Linked DNA regions of Ovis aries: region 2 is linked to region 1. The links are chromatin contacts, called in public Hi-C maps. All regions are on one chromosome and are shown on one strand. Each heading gives the region's core, a stretch centred on a gene start, on an enhancer-like site or on the middle of the called end of the contact. The rest is flanking DNA. Distances are from core to core; before and after follow the strand shown.

Evidence for each region. A called contact is a pair of places that touch in the nucleus more often than the background predicts.
Region 2: a contact with region 1 is called in a Hi-C map of tail adipose tissue, with 5 times the contacts expected there. The contact joins the promoter of PDS5B here to the enhancer-like site in region 1. A contact is called at or near these places in 4 of 16 Hi-C or Micro-C datasets (hypothalamus, skin fibroblasts and tail adipose tissue).

Annotation. Positions count from the first base shown.
Region 1 is chr10:27,767,282-27,774,057 of ARS-UI_Ramb_v3.0, forward strand. The region is part of intron 1 of STARD13 (StAR related lipid transfer domain containing 13); the gene reads left to right. Among named protein-coding and RNA genes, the nearest start is that of STARD13, 25 kb to the left of the region's middle. Within about 2 kb of position 2,675, at least 3 of the 54 cell types and tissues checked have an H3K27ac peak or open chromatin away from gene starts, as enhancers often do. A contact at or near this core is called in tail adipose tissue, where this site is marked.
Region 2 is chr10:28,786,671-28,793,301 of ARS-UI_Ramb_v3.0, forward strand. It overlaps PDS5B (PDS5 cohesin associated factor B), which reads right to left and starts at 4,153. Exons shown (of 34, transcript XM_027973013.3): 1 at 4,008-4,153.

The sequences.
Region 1 (6,776 bases), core at 1,425-3,924:
ATGCATCAGGAAATCAGTTGCCATCTCAGTAATTAACAGGAAATTACTCTGCATTTTGAACCAGACTGTCTGCTTTTGCTGCTGTTACTACTGCTGCCTTCCGAAGCTTTAGGATGCTCTCCCCGAACACTGAAAATCTGTTCCTTCTTTATCCAGAATCCATTCTCAGTGTTGTGAAGGAGCTGCGAGCGTTGGTATGAAGTGAGGTTCTTCACCTAGCAGTGAAGCTAAAATAGCTTTGTCCATCAAATTCCTGAACTTCTCTGAGCTTAAAACACTCCACCTATAAAATGTAAAATTTATCTGCTTCTCAGTGTTGTTTTTGTGGAATTAACAATGCCACAGAGTGAAACACTATGACCACAGTATGTAAATTGAACGTTGCTGCACAGATATGAGGAAATGTTAAATACTGGTTATTTAGAGCAGTGGCCTCCGACTGGAGCCCTCTATCTCAGGGGTCCACAGCAATCAGGTGAGGCCTGGAGAGAGAATGTTGGAACGTCTATGTATAAAATGTGTAAACTTAAAAGAAAAGATATTAAGCTTTCGCAATATTTAATACAAGAATTAAGCTGATGCTTTCTCTAGTCTGCGTCTGAAATGGTCATGGAACTTAGCAGTGAGATGTTCTGAGGGTCATACTGGTACCACAGCTAGGTGACATGGAGCTCCCGCGCATCGGGACGCGTTCTGCATCCCACACACGCTGCACTTTGTGCGTGTCCTTCGTGGCTGGCAGAACAATGCCGACTCCCAAACCTGTCCAGGAACCCCCGGAACCTGGGGACAGACTACCTCATGTGACAAAAGGAACTTTGCCAATCTGATTGCGACTTGAGATGGGGAGAGTATCTGGATTACCTGGATGGACCCAATGTAATCACCAAGGTTCTCACAGTAAATGAACTGGGGAGGCAGGAGCATCTCAGTGAAAGATGTGACAAGAGGTCAGAGTGATGTGATTGCTGGAAGGGGGCCACAGGCCGAGGAACATGGTGGCCTCTGGAAGCTGGAACAGTCAGGGAAACAGGGTTGTTCTTGTAGTCTCCATAAAGAACACATTCCAGCTGACACTTTGATATCAGCTCAGTGAGACCCATTTTAGGTTTCCAACCTCCATCCATAGCGTAGTAAGTAATAAGTCTGTATTGTTCAAGCCACTACATGTGTAGTAATTTGTTACAGCCACAACAAAAAGCTAACTTAGTATGTTAAGTGGATTTGTGAATTCTGTGATCCAATTTTAACTAAACTGTCACCAAAAGGGCAAACGTCCTCTAAAGAGATTTCTGCAGAAAAAGTGTTGCTGAAAGACAACTCTAATATTGCAAATGCAACTAAACAAGACATTGGCAGGACTGAACTTCATTACACTCCTCAGCTCATTTTAAAATGAAAAGAGTGATGTTCTAATGTACTTAATTCTATTGTTTTCACTATATTAATTTTTAAGTGAAGATAGTGGCTTTATATCATTAATACATAGTAATAAAATGTTACTTTTAACATATGCATTTTATATCTATTAAATCATTTTTAAAAAGCCTTTTAAAGTTGAAATAATTGTAGATTTACATGCAATTGTAAGAAATAATACAGAGAGATCCCCATGCACCCTTAATCCAGTTTCCCTCAATGGCACCATCATAACTCTAAGGTAATATTCTTGCCATAAGAACGCCATGAACAGCATGAAAACAAAAAAAGATATGACACTGGAAGATGAGCCCCCCAGGTCAGAAGGTGCCCTGTAGGCTACTGGGGAAGAACAGGGGGCAATTACTAATAGCTCCAGAAAGAATGAAGCCGTTGGGCCAAAGCAGAAATAAAGCTTAGTTGTCAATGAGTCTAGTGCTGAAAATAAAGTGTGATGCTATAAAGAATAATATTGCATAGGAATCTGGAATGTTAGGTTCATGAATCAAGGTAAATGGGACACAATCAAACAGGAGGTGCCAAGAGTGAACATCAACATCTTAGGAATCAGTGAACTAAAATGGACAGGAATGGGGGAATTTAATTAAGATGACGATTATATCTATTACTGTGGGCAGGAATCCCTTAGAAGGGTAATATCATAACTGGGATATTGACATTGATACAGCCCACTGACCTTATTTAGGTCTCACCAGTTTTACATGCATTCATGAGCGTGTATGTAATCAGCTGCATGCAATTTTATCACTTGTGTAGATTTGTGTGTAGCCTGTATCACTTGTGTAGATTTGTGTAACTGCAGATTACAGAATAATCTCATTATCACGAGAATACATCATGCTAGCTACAGTCACCTCCACCTCCCTCCGCACTTCCTTCTAACCTTTAGCAACCAGTTATCTGTTTTCTATCTCCATAATTTTGTCACTCTGAGACTGGGCTTTGCTTTTTTCCACTCAGCAAACTTCCCTTGGGATCCACCCAAGTTATTACTATACTAGTTTTTTATTGTTGCTGTACCAAATTACCACAAATTCAGCCACTTGATGCAACAAACACCTTTTATCTCACACTGCTGAAGGTCAAAAGTCCAAGAACAGCTCAACTGGACCTCTGCTTAGAATCTGACAAGCATAAATCAAGGCTGTGCGCCTTTCTGTAAGGCTCTGGGGATAAAGTGGTTCCAAGTTTGTGCAAGTTGTTGATCAAATTCAGTTTCTGGCACTTGCAGGACTGAGGTCCCAATTTCCATGCTGGCTGTCGGCAGAGAGAAGTCTTTGCTTGAGAGCCTGCCTGCATCCTTCATGTACTTTCCATTTGGCGCTCCCCCAGCAATAACAGATGAATCCCTCTCACACTTGGAATCTTTATGATTTCTGACATATCATTTCCACTCCAGCCAGAGAAAATTCTTCGAAGAGTTCATGTGATTAGATGGGACCCACTCAAGTAATCCAAAAGACTCTCCCTATTTTAAGGTCTGTAACTTTATACCTGCAAAGTCCCTTTGCCATGTAATATAACATATTCATTGGTTCCAGAGATCAGAGAGCGTACAATTTTTTGGGGGGCGGGGGGCATTTTTCTGTCCACCAGATTGTATATACCAATAGTTTGTTCCTCTGTATTGTTCAATAGTATTCCACAGTATGGGTATACCATGGTATTTAACAATTCATCCATGGAAGGACTTTTGAGTTGTTCCCAGTTTTGGACTATTATTAATATAGATGCTGTGAAAGTTCTTGTAATGACTTCATGTAACACACACTTTTTTTCATTTTTCTGTGGTAAATGCCCAGGAGTACAATAGTTGAGTCATATGGCAAGTTCAATTTTATTAGAAACATCCACCCACTTTCCAGAGAGGCTGTGCCCTTTTACAATGCAACCAGCAAAAAAATGAGTGATTCAGTTCCTCTGCATCCTCATGAGCATTGGCCGTTATCACTCGTTTTCACTGCGGCCATTCTGACAGGTGTGTAGTTGTATCTCATTGGGGCTTTAAATTTATATGTCCTTAATAATTAGTGTTCAAGCTGGTTTTAGAAAAGGCACAGGAACCAGAGATCAAACTGCCAACATCCACTGGATCATGGAAAAAGCAAGAGAGTTCCAGAAAACATCTATTTCTGCTTTATTGACTATGCCAAAGCCTTTGACTGTGTGGATCACAATAAACTGTGGAAAATTCTGAAAGAGATGGGAATACCAGACCACCTGACCTGCCTCTTGAGAAATCTGTATGCAGGTCAGGAAGCAACAGTTAGAACTGGACATGGAACAACAGACTGGTTCCAAATAGGAAAAGGAGTATGTCAAGGCTGTATACTGTCACCCTGCTTATTTAACTTCTATGTAGAGTATATCATGAGAAACGTTGGACTGGAAGAAACACAAGCTGGAATCAAGATTGCCGGGAGAAATATCAATAACCTCAGATATGCAGATGACAGCACCCTTATTGCAGAAAGTGAAGAGGAGCTAAAAAGCCTCTTGATGAAAGTGAAAGAGGCTAGCGAAAAAGTTGGCTTAAAGCTCAACATTCAGAAAACGAATTCAAGGCATCTGTTCCCATCACTTCATGGGAAATAGATGGGGAAACAGTAGAAACAGTTTCAGACTTTATTTTTTTGGGGCTCCAAAATCACTGCAGATGGTGACTGCAGCCATGAAATTAAAAGACGCTTACTCCTAGGAAGGAAAGTTATAACCAATCTAGACAGTATATTCAAAAGCAGAGACATTACTTTGAGAACTAAGGTCCGTCTATTCAAGGCTATGGTTTTTCCTGTGGTCGTGTATGGATGTGAAAGTTGGACTGTGAAGAAGGCTGAGTGCCGAAGAATTGATGCTTTTGAACTGTGGTGTTAGAGAAGACTCTTGAGAGTCCCTTGGACTGCAAGGAGATCCAACCAGTCCATTCTAAAGGAGATCAGTCCTGGGATTTCTTTGGAAGGAATGATGCTAAAGATGAATCTTCAGTACTTTGGCCACCTCATGCGAAGAGTTGATTCATTGGAAAAGAGTCTGATGCTGGGAGGGATTGGGGGCAGGAGGAGAAGGGGATGACAGAGGATGAGATGGCTGGATGGCATCACTGACTCGATGGACGTGAGTCTGAGTGAACTCTGGGAGTTGGTGATGGACAGGGAGGCCTGGCGTGCTGCGATTCATGTGGTCACAAAGAGTCAGACACGACTGAGCAACTGAACTGAACTGAACTGAATGATTAATGATGTGGAATATCTTTTCATGTGCTTCTTTGCATTCTCTTCAGTGAAATTGCTGTTCACATCTTTTGTCCTTCTAATTGGATTGTTTGATTTATATTTTTTACTGTTGAACTTGAAAAACTTATATGGTCTAGATATAAGTTCTTTGTTGCAAATGTGGTTTGCAAGTATTTTCTCCCAGTCTGCAGTTTGCTTTTTACCCACCATCTTCACATCAGCTTCATAAAGCAAATGTTTTAATTCTGATTAGGTCCAAATGACCAGTGTTCCCTCTTATGGATTCTGTTTTGATGGCAAGACTAGAAAATCTTCACCTAGCCATAGATGCTGAAGATTTTCTCCCATTTTGGTTTCTATAAGTTTTATAGTTTCATGTTTTACATTTATTTCAGAGACCCAGGAACTTTAAGGGTCCACTGACTTCCCTTTTCATTTGGAGCTCTTTTTAATCCAAGACATTTCTATTGAGAATGGCCTTTGGGTCACCCTGCTTATTTAACTTATATGCAGAGTACATCATGAGAAACGCTGGACTGGAAGAAACACTGGACTGGAAGAAACACAAGCTGGAATCAAGATTGCCGGGAGAAATAACAATAACCTCAGATATGCAGATGACACCACCCTTATGGCAGAAAGTGAAGAGGAACTAAAAAGCCTCCTGATGAAAGTGAAAGAGGAGAGCGAAAAAGTTGGCTTAAAGCTCAACATTCAGAAAACGAAGATCATGGCATCCGGTCCCATCACATCATGGGAAATAGATGGGGAAACAGTGGAAACAGTGTCAGACTTTTATTTTTGGGGCTCCAAAATCACTGCAGATGGTGATCGCAGCCATGAAATCAAAAGACACCTACTCCTTGGAAGGAAAGTTATGACCAACCTAGACAGTATATTCGAAAGCAGAGACATTACTTTGCTGACTAAGTTCCGTCTAGTCAAGGCTATGGTTTTTCCAGTAGTCATGTATGGATGTGAGAGTTGGACTGTGAAGAAGGCTGAGCGCCGAAGAATTGATGCTTTTGAACTGTCTCTTGAGAGTCCCTTGGACTGCAAGGAGATCCAACCAGTCCATTCTGAAGGAGATCAGCCCTGGGATTTCTTTGGAAGGAATGATGCTAAAGCTGAAACTCCAGTACTTTGGCCACCTCATGCGAAGAGTTGACTCATTGGAAAAGACTCTGATGCTGGGAGGGATTGGGGGCAGGAGGAGAAGGGGATGACAGAGGATGAGATGGCTGGATGGTATCATTGACTTGATGGACGTGAGTCTGAGTGAACTCTGGGAGTTGGTGATGGACAGGGAGGCCTGGCGTGCTGCGAGTCATGGGGTTGCAAGGAGTCAGACATGACTGAGCGACTAAACTGAACTGAAACATTGAGGAATTTTTTAATGAGCTAAATAGCAATGGTAGAATTTAATTTCAGACAAGTATTCACTGCAGAAATTTGATGAGTTAAGGGTATAAAGAAGACTATTTAAGAATTGCTGTTATTTTCTTACAATCATACTGCTCTTAGGTTGACCCCAAAACTCCAATTCCACCTTTAACATGTTCTTAAGAAGACTGCTGACGTAGATAGAGGAAATGTTTGATAAATTATTTATGAATGAATTTAATGGGTGACAGCAGTTACCATAAGGTCTAATTTATATATTTTTACATTGTGGATGTCTATAAATCCTAAAGATGTTTTTTCCAACTTCATCTAAGAGCAACTCAGGATGATGTAGGCAAGAAAATTCCCTGGAACTCAGAATCACTCAAAAAGCTTTAGAACAATTTTCACTGAAATTGTGGTGGAATCCAAAATCTGTATTTTTAAAATGCTGTCCAGGTGATTCTGATATTCAATCAGGTAAGTGACTAAGACAAAAAGACTGGATTTCTTTTAAAAAGTTTCATGTTCCTTATTTGTATATAGACAACATTTCTATATTTTCACTATTTTAAATTGGGGACAAAACATAAAAGCCTATGTAGCCCTCTAATCTTACCTCCACAAATTCATGAATAATTCTTAGACAATACTCCTATATACAGAATGCTTTCTTCTTGTTATACACTGGAACAATGTTTGGAATCAAGGGTTATGACT
Region 2 (6,631 bases), core at 2,903-5,402, 1.0 Mb after region 1:
ATGTTCTACAGCCTGCCATGATCCTCTGTCCATCAGATTTTCCAGGCAATACTGGAATGGGTTGCCATTACCTCCTCCCAGGGATCTTTCCCACCCAGGGGTCAAACTCACATCTCCTGCATTGGCAGGATTCTTCACCGCTGAGCCACTTATAGTTAGGGCACTGTAACTATAATGTATATTTTTAAATATCTCAGAGTAATGGCTATAAGATTTATTTTTTAAACTAGATTTAACTAATCTGAGCTTAATCTTTATGTTTTTCTCACTGAGTATGATCACCCCTACCAACTGAAACAATTAAAGCAAACTTATCCTTAATTTGAACTAATTAGTAAGAAAGGGTTATAAAACCTTTTTCAACTATTGGGGAAAATTATTATAAGCAGATGGTTCATGACAGTGTAGTGTGAGGAAGAGCTGACCTCTACACTCCAAGGAGACAGAATTTTGAACAATTTGGCAGCTTCTTAAATAAGCTTAAGAAGTAAATACACTCTCAAAAAAATTACTGGGTTTATTTTTGGACTAAGTATTTTTCGACTTTTTAACACTCCCAAACAGGAATACTCAAACCAAATACAATTTTGTCCAAACACCTATCTGTAATCGGAAGTGACAAATGATTTGTGTAGCAAATTGAGTTTAAAAGTGAAAAAATACACACTCATGTATACATACATCTTACAACCAAATAAAGTTCAACACTAAGTTCCAAATTACTCCGGCTTACAAGTTTAAGAATAAATAAATGCTTTACAAAAGGCATTTTGTAAGGCATTTATTTGTCAAGCATTGTAACACAATGAGAAAATCAAGCAACTTCAGAAGACACAGACATGCAAGAGATTATCTTCTGAGACACTTTAAGTGGACTGAATCCTGGATACAAATTATTAAAACCAGACTCTCAAACAGATGGTTAACCTCCAAACTTTATTTCTTGGTTGAATGAATGAAAAGGGGAGAAGGGAACAGAGAATAATACACTATCTGGCAATAACTGTACATATTGCTTAAGTCCTGAATAACACAATACAGACCATGTGGATGCTTCTAAGCCTTCAAGAGATCTAAGGGCTGTCTCAATTCCATCACAAGAATCTGTGACGTTGGATAAATCCATCGAAATACAATCTGAACTTAATTTCTCATGCATATGATGACTGGAGATCATCTAAGTTTCCTTATAGCTTGCTAACACTAACAAAGAAAATACAAATTTATTCTTTTTTAATACAAATTACACACAGTACTTGTCATCCAAGTTAAACCACCGTGAGCTCTCCTGTTAGTTCTAGGCACCCATGATTAAAAAAAAAAAAAAAGTAGCACTGAGAAAGACAGAGGACAATCCTAATTTTCAAGAAAAAGCAGCAGAAAGAACACAATCTCCCAAAATATTCCCCTCTGCACAAAGTTTTGCCCTCTTCACCGGAGCAAGCCCTAACTATTACAGAGGATCACTTTATTTTAGGCTTAACAAATTATTGACAAAGCCTGGTCCTCAAAATGTAACTCTCTGTAACAGAGATGAAAAATAATTTTAAAATAAATTAAAAATTTAAACTTTTAATCAACAGCCAATTCAGTAGAATTGCTTGTCAAATAACCTTAGTAAAAAAACATTCCACGACAATAGGAATCACTATCAACATCACATTACCTCTAATTCTTGGGGGGAGGAAAAAAAGGCATAACCAGACAAGAATGAAAGTGACAGCTGCTGTAAAAAATAAAGTTAATACAAACAGAATCAACCTCAACAAAAAAGGAGAAAATACGAAAGGGCAACAACAACAAAAAAGAAAGGGCACAAAAGTTATTTACGAAAAAATAAAAGGCAATACAAACACTAGGGCTTCCCTGGTGGCTCAAGTGATAAAGAATCTGCAAACACTAACTTGTCATTTAAAATACTTGTGTAAGTAAAACCCTGAGGATAGTTTTTTTAATGATCAGAAAAGGCCCCCCCCCAAAAAAAAACTACTCCAGTAATCAAAGAATGTCTAAAGTGCACTCTTTCACATACATTTGTAAATTTATTTTGAAACAATAATGCTCTATTTTAAGGGGATATTTTTTAGTTAAGTTTGTCAGAATAAATCTTCCTCAACATAGAAAGTACCATGTTGAAACTTTCATCTATAAATCACTATAAATTTTAACTAAGTTTTCTGCTATCACCAGACAATACCAAATTAATTGTTCCACAAACTGACCTGCATACATTTTATTGTCCCTAAAACTGCTAACATCTCTGACATACGGACAGCCTAAAGTAAGTGTCCTTTCTAGCCCCCTTTTTTTCACTTAATACCATTTTTATGTTTTTAACCATTTTATTTGACTACTACATATGTGAGTAGGATCCTCTGGAGAAGGATTTTCTTTTTCCAGTACTCTTGCCTGGAAAATCCCATGGGCAGAGGCTCCTAGAGTCCATGGGGTCGCAAAGAGTCGGACACGTCTGAGCGACTTCACTCACTCATACGTGAGTACGGAAAATGCTCTATCTTGAAACTTCACTTACATGTGTCGAGAACATGATTACACTGCCATTCAAATTTTAAATAATTATGATTTATTTACAGCTCGTCTCATATATAAACACACTTGAATTGTTAAAGGTTATTAGGAAGACAGCAGAAGACCCCAACTCACTCAAGACCGCAGACCCACCTTCTAAATTGAAGGCTACATCCAACGTTTCCGAAATGGTTTACTAAGCAGGGTTTATAGGGTGGTTCAGGACAGAACTGCCCATCCATCATTCCATAACAGAAGTGTGATAAGAGCATTCAAGGCACGTTCTCCAAAATGAGATAAAGGGTTCCCTTTTGGGGTTGGCTAAGATGCCTAAAACGTGTGTTAACTGGTTAGGGACCTGCTCTTCCAAACCCTACCCCGAGTTTACACCGGCCACAAATGGAACGCAGGAAGAGGTAACTCTGAAGACGAGGAGGTGCCGGGATTCAGGATTCAGATTCATTTGCCTCGAATAACTGGACCGCTGCTGAGCGCAGCTTTAACGCATATACCAAAAGGCAGCCAACAGCTAGAGAACCACACACCAAATCCTCCCGATCAGAAACTTTTCAGGTTGTCACCCAGACAAGAGACCGCACGAACGTCAACTCCTACAGCCGCACACGGCTGGCACGGGTCGTTCCGACTCGGAGGCTTCCTAAAGGAAACCCACCCCCGGGTGGGACTCCTTCTCAAACCGGGTCCTCGGGTGCCCCCTGCACCAGCTGCGGGAGGCGCGGCAAGCGCGCTTTATACCTCCAGACGCCGGCAAGTAACTGTACGAAAATGTCACTCGGTCGGCCCACGGTCGCCGCCCGGAGCAGAGGAGCTGCGCGGCGCGGGGGACCCAGCGGCGGGGTAGAGGGCGCCGAGGCCGGCACAGCGCTCGGGGTCCAGCCGGGACCCGCGCTCCCCGCCCCTCTCCCGGAAGGGGGGGATGGAAAACCCGCCCGCCCGAGGAGGATTCAACAGGAGCGCCGCGCCGCCCGCCTGCCGCCCGGGAAACAGCCGCCCGCCCGCCGGCCGGCCGGCCGGGCGCGGGGGGGAGGGGAGGGGAGGCGGCGGGGCGCGGGCTGCCGGCGCGGACCCCCGGCCGCGCGCAAGGTCACCGCCCCGCCGCCCTCGCCGCCGCGGGCGCCCCGGCCCGGCCAGGGCGGCAAGTTTAATTTCCAGTCGGCGGCGGCTGGAGCCCGCGGCGTGGAGGGAGCGCGCCCGCCCCGGGGCCCTCCCCACCCCCACCGGGCAGCCCCGGCCCACGCCCCCGGCCCGCGCCCCGCTCCTCCCGGCGCCGCCGCCGCCGCCGCCGCGCAGCCGGCGGCTGCAGCCCCCGATGCCGAGAGGCGAGTCGCGGCTGCCAGGCGGGCGCCGCTTTGAGCCCCGCCAAGACACAGCCGCGGCGGCGGGCGCTGAAAAAAATGGAGCGCGGCGACCGGAGAACAGAGAGGTTTTCTCTCCCCGTTAACTGAATTGTTTCCTACCTCCGGGTGCCCGACTCGCTACTCCTCTCACTCCGCCGCTCTCCGGGATCCGCCGCCGCCGCCGCCGCATCCAATCGCCTCCTCCCCCCCTCCCCTTCCGCAGCCAGCCCGGCCGTTCCTCCTCCTCTCCGCTTCAAAATGGCGCCAAGCGCTCTTCGGCGGCTGCTCCAATCGAACCGCCGCGGACAGCACCCGGGGGCAGGCAGAGCGCCGCGTTGGTGCGCAGCGCCCCCTACCGACCGGACGGCCCCACGCGCGCGCGCGCGCCCGCCGGCCCGCCCGTCTCCCTTGCGCCCCGCCCCGCCCGGAGCGCGTCCCCGCCGCCGCTCCGCCCCGCCCAGCTCGTCGCGCGCGCACGCAGCCACACGGGCACGCCGCCGCTGCAAGACCCGCAACTGTCAATGCTTTCTCGGCCTCTTAAGGCTTTCTTGACTTTTCCCGAAAACCACACAAATTGTTATATATTTCTAGCTTTATGGATAAAAGTTGGAAATTTTTCAAAACAGTGAAATTCAGTACGAATGTTGTGTTAAGTAAATAAAATTGGTGTTGACTACTTTGCTCCTTTACGTTTGAGATGACGTAGTCATCTCAAAATGTCATAAAATAGCTTTTTTCTCCACTATGTATGTTATGTCTTTAATTAACCCCACAGCTTCCCCATTTTCAGGTATTGTTTAGGAAGCGGGAGGATGGAGGAACATAGTAATTACATCTGTAACAAAGCACTCCATTCATTCGTCCTATGACAATTGTTATTGGAGAAATAATCTGAAGATCACCGGACGCCTTCCAGAAGCTGGGTTTCTAACCCCCTTCACCTCCAGAAGGTGCCGTTCCTCCCACCTTCAGCTGTAAGGTGGTATGTTAAAGTTGATCTGTCGATTACTATTAGGATGGAGAGAGGAAAAAATAACTTTAAAGGCCTCAATGAAGCATAATTGCTAACGAAACTGTTTTATGGAACAGCCAATCGATTAAAGAAATTAGTAATATAAACTTTCATTTAAAGCAATGCTTTGGGAAAATTTGAAAAGTTGGTGTTAAAAGAAAAATAAATTTCTGTGGTAAGGGCTTTTAAAAAAAAACAACCAAATATGGCAGCAGGGTATAAATGGGAAATCTCTGTGCCTTCCTCTCAATATGCTGTACACTTACAGCTAATCTAATAAAAATAGAGTCCAAAAAATAACCAAGTTATAATTTATCAGGAGCAATATAAATGAAAGCGGCATCTGTTGGCCCATGCTTCCATCAGCTTTCCACTAACATTCCACTAAAAGATTATTTTCCTTTCCGTAGGGATTGGCAGATAAAAGAGACAAGGAGGAGAAAGGCAGTGTGATTTCCACACAGGGAGAAGAGCTAGAAGGGAAAGGATGCCACAAAGGGAAATAAGGTTAAGTGTTCCAAGATGACTTTGCCTACAATACAGCTCAATGCCAAAGCCACCAAACGTAAGCCAAGTCAGTTTCCTGCTGACTTTCTTTTTAAACACTGTCTTAGAGGTCTCATCTTGTTAAGCTCATTTGGTTAAGTCTTGAAGCATCTTTTACCTACCTAGTAACCAATGGTACTCCTGATCTCTGATACAGACATTATACTGGAAGTCTTAACTTCTTTTATTCTGAAGAAATCTCTGGGATCTTTGGGAATATATGTATATATGTGTTATCTACAGACTTGTAGAGTCTTCCAGATTTCCTTGGAGTTAAGTAGCATAGGTCACCATTATAATTGAGGTTCTGAGCTGCTGACTGAGAATTCCTGAATGCACTGAGCAGAACAGTCAAAGCAAAAACTGTTCACTCCTATCCAAGGTTAGCACTCAGCAGTGTGTGAAATCAATGGGCCTGATCCTGGTTAATGAGAGCAAACGGCACTAATTTACACTGTAAATCCACACTGTCCAAAAGAAACATGATATGAACCATGTATGTAATGTGAAATGTTTTCATGTTAAAGTGAAAAAAAGCAGTGAAATTAATTTTAATATTTTATATAACAGTATATCCAAAATATTGTCATTTGCATAATCAACATAAAATTTTGTTATTAATATACAATCACAGATAATTTACATTCTCTTGTTCATCTTGTGAATTTTACACTAAAAGCACATTTCAGTTTGTACTAGCTATGTTTCAAGTGCTCAGTAAGTACATGTGGTGGGTTTTCCTGGTGGTCCAGTGGTTAGGAATCTGCCTTGCAATGCAAGAGACACGGATTCCATCCCTGATGTGGGACGATCCCACATGCCACACACCCCCTCACCCCTTGCCGCAACTGGAGAAAATCAGCATGCAGTAAAGAAGACCTACCACAGCCAAAAAATAAAATGAATAAATAAATCTAAAGAAAAAAAAGTACATGTGGCTAGTGGCTTCCTATGGTGAAGAGTACAGCCTGTAGACTCTGGAATCAAAATGCTATTTTTTAACAACTTGTAATAAATATTCAACATTGTTTCATGGTGTATTCTTTGCAACTGTTGAACTCTGTTAAGAATTATGCCAGTACCAGTTGAAGTGCATGTATTTAAAATACATAAAAAGAAATGAGGATAATTTGAGACCTCTGGGACAACATCAAGAGCACTAATACTCACATTATATGGGTCCCTG